Regions from separate parts of the Mus musculus genome. Here region 1 is linked to region 2. A link is a contact called in public promoter capture Hi-C data. All regions are on one chromosome and are shown on one strand. Each heading gives the region's core, a stretch centred on a gene start, on an enhancer-like site or on the middle of the called end of the contact. The rest is flanking DNA. Distances are from core to core; before and after follow the strand shown. Region 1 has its middle 73 kb from the start of Olfr291. Region 2 overlaps Zfand6 (zinc finger, AN1-type domain 6).

Region 1 (3,843 bases), core at 172-2,671, 150 kb after region 2:
TGCTGTGACAGTTTAAAGTATTTTGTTAGCAAAGCTATCTACCTTTTGCTTCACTACCTATGCTTCTGAGAAAAGATTTTCTCAATAAGGTTATTGTCTTATTTTCTTTGGAACTTATAGAGTCAGTTTTTACACTATATCTCTAATTAATTTAGGTTTTTTTCCTTATGAATGTTGTTTCAACACTTATTTATTAAAAAAAAAGAATGTCCCAGTGGTTTGAGATGGCTTTAGATCTATTTTCTGCCTTTCCGTTAGTCCACAGTCCCTTTGAGTATTACAGCATCAGCACTGCCTTATAAATCAGGCTTTACAGTCTGACTTAATATCTGGAAGCCATAATCTCCACCTGTGATCTTTATTTTCAATGCTTTTTTTTTAAAAAGTTTGAAATGCTTGAATTCTCATATGAACTCACTGTTAACATGGGTCTACCAAACTTTCACATTACCTTGTAAAATTTTAGAATCCAGCTTGTTATTTAAAAGATTTAAGACCTTTATAGGCTGAAAATGAACTCTTAATCCACTGGATTTCCTGGTTGTTCATATAGGGTAACTGTAGTGCTCTTCTCTATATGTGCGACAGTGTTGTTACCAGACTCTCCCAACACAGAAGTACCCCAGGGTCTCTCTCCACTTTCCAATAAGCTTTCTGTGAAGACTTCCTACAGGAGAACCAAGTTCGAGTTATTCTACAGTGACATGACTGCCGAACTCTGTGACAATAAAGATCAGGATGACTCTCTCTGAATTCTAAATTCTCCAGAGGTAAGAGAACAACGTCCTCTAGGCAGGGCCTATTTCTGTATGTGGTCCATGTGGTTCACCAGCCAAGGTACCCACTCAAATGGAGGAAGATGCCTTGTAGGTCGAGGGAGTCTTTTGTTCTTTAACCTATAGGAATTAGTACCTGGGGGCAGCAGGTCTTTTTCTATCTTGCCACCTCAATCTAGCAGTCCTCAAGGAGCCAACAACAGGAACCTGGGCTGCAGCACCACTAGCAGTGGGCAGCACCAGACACCTCATCGCCCCCTGCTGGAGACAGCGTGTGCCGCAGGCGAGGCTGGATAGCGTTGGCCCCTGTGATCTCAGTTCTTTCAGAATCGAAGGACGCTGAGCGATGGGTATAGATGAGGCAGCATCTGCAGCCCCCATGGCTGGAGGTCCCAAATTCTGAGGCGATTGTATAAGCCCTGTGTACCTCGCATCACAGAAACTACGGTTTTGAAAGTCCAATACACACGTTTTTTTCTCTTTCTTTCTTTCTTTTTCTTAATCTGCGCAGGCGCAGTTCCGGCGCGCACCCGGCCTCTCAGGTGGGTACGTGTCATCCGGTGGGGCCGGGTCCTCCCGTGTTGCTCACGTCCACAGTGAGACTCAAGTCTTCTTTTATAACGCGTAGTCATTTTGGGAGCGCGCTTTTGATCCGATGGTCGCTCTGGCCACTTGGGGGCGCACAAACTTGTAGTTAGCTCCTCTGAGAGCATTGGCCTGTCTGGTAGTGGATTTTGTTTTCCAGAATGAAACCCTTGTCCCATTAAGAGGAAGACTTTGTCAGTGTTTTAGATAGAGCACGGTAAATGTAGGTTACTTATTATTCAACATCTAGTAGTACCCGAGGGATGAAAAAAGATGATATCTTCCCTATAAAGCAAGAGAAAATCGTGAAGACGAAGAATACAAAAACAACAGCCATGTACCTATGTATGTATGTATGTATGTATGTATGTATGTGGCAACCTAGATGGGAGAGCTGGAACATTTTCTAAAGGAATATGATCAGGTGAGTTTACACGAGGGAAACAAGTGATGTTTTCAAAGGAAAGCAGAGTGATGGAGCCTTGGAAGACACATCTGGATTTAATCTGGCTTCTCTGCTTTTGCATTAGCTTCATCTTTGTACTGGTTAATTCTGAACCTGTTTCCTTATCAAGATAATAATAGATAAAATTACCCTTGCAAACCCATGGTGAGAGTTAGAGTTGTGGAAAGAGAGGTAGGATGAACGTTTTTTTTTTTTTTTTTTCTTCCTGTACTGGCTAAGTTAGCATTCAGGGTTATCCTTATAGTCCCTGAAAGGAGCAGATTGCTTTTCTGTTTTGCTTTTGTTTCTTTTTGTTTTCTGTTTTTGTTTTGCCAGGGATGGGAAACTAGGGCCCCAGGCATCCTGGAATAGCAGCTCTATTGTCTGGGTTTACTATGTCAGAAACATGATTGGACATGTTTGTGTTTTTCTACGTCAGAGTTTATTATTAATATTACTATTGCAATAAATTGACAATGTATAGAGGTTTTAATGGCAGCTATTTGGAAGATATTTCTGCTTTCCTTGGCAACCCTGGATGAAGTAAACACAGTTTTTTTTTTTATTCTACTCTTAATATTAAATCTCAGTTCACATAGTACACAACTCATCTTAGCATAAACTCCCTCCCCCCTTTCTTCTTAAAAAACCATTCCTGCAGTGCTTCCTGCTGCTGTCTTTGTGGGGTGCAGAGCAGCCCACTGATCCTTCTAGGGTAAATAAATCTCCTTTGGAGTAAGGGTTTGGTGTATGGGTGTGTTTTGTGTAGACTTGGAGGTCCTTTCATTTTGGTGATGTGACTAAGATTGGCTAGTAGCTCTGCCCTCCCTTCTACACTTTCTGGTCCTTCTGTTGCCTCAACTTCTTATCCCCCATTTCTTGCTGTTTCAAGCATCCCCTAGGTTTTTTGGGTTTTGATAGATCATTGAGCATTCCTGCTCTGTTCTATTGTCCCTGCTCTGTCTTGTGGGACCAGAAAGACTGCACCGAGCCACAAACTTTATTGGTTTGGGCAGACTCGTATGGATGATTCGTAGGCATTTTCTGTTGAGTTTGGCATTGTTTGTGGATTCCCCTTCAAAATCTGGTGTCTGTTATTAAACGTCCAAAAATCCTGTTAATAGGTTAAAAAATGTCTAGTTTCCTTTACCTCAGACCTTACCACCTTTATCAAACATTTTATAACACAATCTTGTGACCATACCTTTCATGACGTCTCTATGCTCCTTTCCAATAACCTCCTCTCTGGGTAATGCATACATGTATGGAAAAAGGCCTGTGACCATGCAGATCAAATACACCAAACACACAGGACCTACCTTGCCAGAGCTGCAGCAGCCTCTAACATAGATACTCATTGAGATTACAATGACGGTGATGATTATCAGGCCAGGGACTGGTTTATTACTTGTCTCCTTTCTGGCCTGAGGAGAGCTACCCTAAAACCAATTAACTTTCAAAAAGTCCATGAGATAATTGGGCAAGCCTGAAAATCCCTCTCATTTCCTCTGATGCACCACACAGTCCCTACTTGAACATGCAAACATAGACCTAGACACCTTAGTTGACCAACAACTTTTTATGATCTATGTTTTGCTCAGTTCTACTCAGACATAAGGGCCAAATTCAAATGACCAAGGCCTACTTTTACCCCAAGCCAAGGTTCTGGCCTTGGCTTTTAAGGTCTTCCATAATTGTAATGAGTGCAACACAAGTACTAACTCTTGGATCAGGATCTCTAATGAATTCCCAGAAGGAGCCACTAGGTCCCTGCTTCAAGTGTGGCAAGGAAGGTCACTGTGCCTGCACCTGTTCAAATCTTTGAAGGCCTACCTGTTCTTGTTCTAAGTGTCCACAGGGTTACTGGGGATCACTAGGGCACAACTTCCCTGGGTTCCATCCAGCCTTCCTGAATTCTTCTTGGACCTGTTTGGCCTAGCAACTGAGGACTGACAGGGCCTGGGCTCTGACCACGTCCATTAAACTCTAGGAGCCTAGGGTCTCACTTCTGTCAGGTTGCCTCATCACATTCCTCCT
Region 2 (4,061 bases), core at 460-2,959:
GCAAATGGATGGACCTGGAGGGAATCATCTTGAGGTAACCCAATCACAAAAGAACTCACACAATATGTACTCACTGATAAGTGGATATTAGCCCAGAAACTTAGAATACCCAAGATATAAGATACAATTTTCAAAACACATGAAACTCATAAAGAACAAAGACCAAAGTGTGGACACTTTGCCCCTTCTTAGAATTGGGAACAAAACACCCATGGAAGGAGTTACAGAGACAAAGTCTGGTGCTGAGACGAAAGGATGGACCATCTAGAGACTGCCATATCTGGCGATCCATCCCATAATCAGCTTCTAAACACTGTCACCATTGCATACACTAGCAAGATTTTGCTGAAAGGACCCAGATATAGCTGTCTCTTGTGAGACTATGCCCGGGCCTAGCAAACACAGAAGTGGATGCTCACAGTCAGCTATTGAATGGATCACAGGGCCTCCAATGTAGGAGCTAGAGAAAGTAACTAAGGAACTAAAGGGATCTGCAACCCTATAGGTGGAACAATATGAACTAACCAGTACCCCCAGAGCTCGTGCCTCTAGCTCCATATGTAGCAGAAGATGGCCTAGTCGGCCATCAGTGGAAAGAGGCCCATTGGTCATGCAAACTTTATATGCCTCAGTATAGGGGAACGCCAAGGCCAAAAAGTGGGAGTGGATGGGGAAGAGTGTGGGGGACTTTTGGCATAGCATTGGAAATGTAAATGAAATAAATACCTAATTAAAAAAATTTTGCAGCCTTCCTAATATGACATAACTACTTTCTTGGCTAATGCACTCAGGGTAAGCTGAAGGAAACTTTGACGTTCTCCAAACATCAAATTGGTGTAAAGCACCTACGCTGTTGTGTTATTAACTCACCCTCCTTTATCAAACCGTTCAACTCTCAACTGCAACTTTAATCTTTGTTCATTTTGGTCGTCTTATTTTTCTGAGACAAGGTCTCACTATGTAGCCTTTGCCGTCCTGGAACTTGCCATGCAGAACAAACTGGCTTTGAATTCAAAGAAATCAAAGGCATGCACATCACACCCTTTAATTTTTACAAATTCTTTTCACACAGAAATTTAAAATGTGTTCTGTTTAAGACACCCATAACTCTCCTGAGTGAGTGGTATTTTTGTTCTTTTCTTTTCTCTGCTAACCTCCCTCTCAAAACTAATTGCTCCTGGGATATCCCTTTGGTTGTGTCTATGGCCTGAACCTAATCAGGATCAGATGGCTGTTTTCTGTTCCTTTCCCTCCTGCTTTGCTTTCAAACTCTATTCTCACTTTAGCAGTCTATACCAGACCATCTAAAATTCAGGAACAATTCTCATCACTTTCCTTTTACCTATCTACACCTTCCAAATATTTTTTCAAATTTTACATTATCACCTCTGCCTCACTCAACATCATTTTTCTGTAACAGGCTAGAGAGATGGCTCAGCAGTCAGAAGCACATACTGCTCCTGCAGAGGACCCAAGTTCAATACCCAGATCCCACACAAGCAGCTCACAACTGTATACAACTTCAGCTCTTCCGGTCAAGTACTGACAGGGCAAGAAGTAAAGGATATCTATATTATTTAATATAAAATTCAAGGAAAAAGTTGAATATTCCAGATCATCTGTTACCAGAATGCCTACACTATACATGATGCAGACGTCAGTGTGCTGTCTCCTTAAACCATGCCATGGTGTCACACAACCCTGAACTTATCTTTGCACAGTAAGCTCCCTTGGCTGACAGGATAACAGAGCCTAGCAAAGATTATGAAACCTCCTAAATGCCTCCCCATTGCAAGTGCCTTCAGATAAGTTTCTCAGAGTTCTTGGATCATTTGAATCCATGGAACCAGGGTGAGAACATGGGGTGCCGCACTTATGAATGCAAGGAGCTGGATGTGACCACTACTCTGTAGTTCACACGGGGAGAGGAGTGCCTGGGAAGCAGGAAGAAAAGCCTCCCGGATAATCAGTCAAAACCAAAATCAGCAAGCCAGTAGTCCCAGTGCTCGGAGAGGAGAGTTTTGGGATTTAACTGCCTAACACAACAGAACATATAGTATAATACTTCTATTGCTCACTCTAATTACATCAGATTTGAATCTTCTGTTTACTCTGATCTAATTATATACAAGTGGAAAGTAGATCCCAACTATTAAATATTTAAGAATTTAAATATTTGAGAATTTAAAATACTCTTCTCATAACAAAACTAACAAAGCATATACAATAAGCAGGTACTGTTCTAAATACCCACATCTATGCTAGTGCCCGGCCTACAAAACTCAAGTGTTAAACAAACACATGCTATCATTTGCAAACCTTGCAGGTCTTCTGTCTCAGATACTGCTTTGTCCACAGATGTACTGTCCACTTGGGAAGGTGCTACAGATTCTGATAAAAGTGACTGATTTGACACAGGGCTAGAAAAGCAAAAGATATTTTTATTTTTTTAACATAAAGTTTTTTAAAATTACTTTTCTAATTTTAGAGATAGGGGCTTGTTCTGATGCCCAGAATGGTGTTAAACACCTGGGCTCAAGAGAATCTCTTAATTCCTTCAGGTAAGTGCTGCTGGACTCAATATTATTTCAGTTTGAAAAGTTCACCTTCTAAATATCCAAACAAACTAAAAGGACATAGTATACCACTTCCTATAGAAAACAGAGACACTTGTAACCTACCATGATCATAGGGCTGGGAAACCACAGGCTAAGTACGGCCAGAAGTCTATGCTTAGGAAACCAAAGCAACAGCGTGCGTGCGTGCGTTTTAACACATCCCAAATATTACATGAATGCTCTAAATGAAAACTAGCATGATGCAGCCTTGCTTCAGAAATGAAAACAAAGTTGTAAATGAGCATCTATGATGAATTTTTAAAAAGGAAACAGTGTAAAAACGTAATAGCCTAGTTTATAACATAATAAAATGGAAAAAAAGCATTTCCTTCCTTCCTTCCTTCCTTCCTTCCTTCCTTCCTCCCTTGCCCAAGAGGAGCCTTAAATTGTCTGTATAGTTTGCCCTAGCCTTGAATGCCTAGTCTTCTTGCCTCTGTTTCTCAAGTCAGAGATTTTATGGGCATGCACCATGATTTTCAAAGGTTAAACATGTTATTTCTGTATGCATCCCTCTATCTCTAATTTCAGCGCTAAAAGCAAACATATATTATAAAACAGAAAAATTAGTATTGCCCCATGATAAAAACAAAGAATCTGAACCAAGGCTCTTCCGATTCAAGGCACTAATATTTGTAGACCAAGGACTATAGTGTGAAGAACTAACTTTAGAGGGACTTTGGCAGCGATCAGTATGCAGTGTGAAGAATAAAGGAAAAGATGTCTGAAAAGGGGATTGAAGACTTGAAAGAGCTCTCCTTTAACAAAGAACAGTACAAAGCATCTTGTAACTAGTGAGTAGTAAGCAGTCAGATACAATTCTAGGCCAGTAAATCCTGCAGTAGCTTTAAAGCATTCCTTTGTGAAGTGATTAAAAACTATCGTAAGATCAATACTCTTTAGTTTCAGTCATGCTTCAGAAAGTCACCTTACCCTGGCTGCATAGATGAAGACGTAGAATCTAGCGCTGACTGAGCGTCTGGGACACTGCCATCTGCGCACTGTACTGGTAAGGATTCAGACAGACTGCTGACAGAAGCTGCTGTAACACAACCACATTATAGGTTAATATTCTAACATCCTAAGGCCTGGTAAATGCAAAGGAAGATCAATTCCCACAAAACATACTATATAGGTTTCCCTTCTTTAGTATTCCCTACCTTTTTTTTTTTTTTTAATTTTGCTTTAGTGATATGAATGTCTTATGTATGACAGATGTGAAAGGAGGTATTGCATATTTCCCATGTGTCGTCAGAAACACTGCTGGGTTTCAGCTGGATTACTTACCAGGTGGGCTTATTCTACCATTGCTACTGTTCTGTCTTTGAAGATGTTCTTTATAGCATACTGAACACATGCCATTTGTACGAGGGTTTCCATAAAATCCGCAGCCAGTGGAGCAAAGCATAGGTGCTTGGCTGTGATTAGTTTCTTGAGCCATGTTCT

The links. Capture Hi-C pulls out chosen DNA fragments and counts their contacts.
Region 1: a contact with region 2 is called in a promoter capture Hi-C map of adipose tissue. The contact joins two enhancer-like sites. A contact is called at or near these places in 2 of 39 promoter capture datasets (the C10 cell line and hippocampal neurons), 2 of 15 datasets of contacts at CTCF or cohesin (CD8 T cells and the NIH/3T3 cell line), 1 of 484 Hi-C or Micro-C datasets (Th1 cells) and 1 of 9 other capture datasets (adipose tissue).

What each region holds. Positions count from the first base shown.
Region 1 is chr7:84,778,305-84,782,147 of GRCm38.p6, forward strand. No RefSeq gene overlaps it. Among named protein-coding and RNA genes, the nearest start is that of Olfr291, 73 kb to the right of the region's middle. Within about 2 kb of position 1,422, at least 282 of the 459 cell types and tissues checked have an H3K27ac peak or open chromatin away from gene starts, as enhancers often do. A contact at or near this core is called in adipose tissue, where this site is marked.
Region 2 is chr7:84,630,337-84,634,397 of GRCm38.p6, forward strand. Zfand6 (zinc finger, AN1-type domain 6) reads right to left here. Exons shown (of 7, transcript NM_001360578.1): 2 at 3,903-4,061; 3 at 3,549-3,657; 4 at 2,320-2,420. The coding sequence starts at 4,056. Among named protein-coding and RNA genes, the nearest start is that of Fah, 26 kb to the left of the region's middle. Within about 2 kb of position 1,710, at least 11 of the 459 cell types and tissues checked have an H3K27ac peak or open chromatin away from gene starts, as enhancers often do. A contact at or near this core is called in adipose tissue, where this site is marked.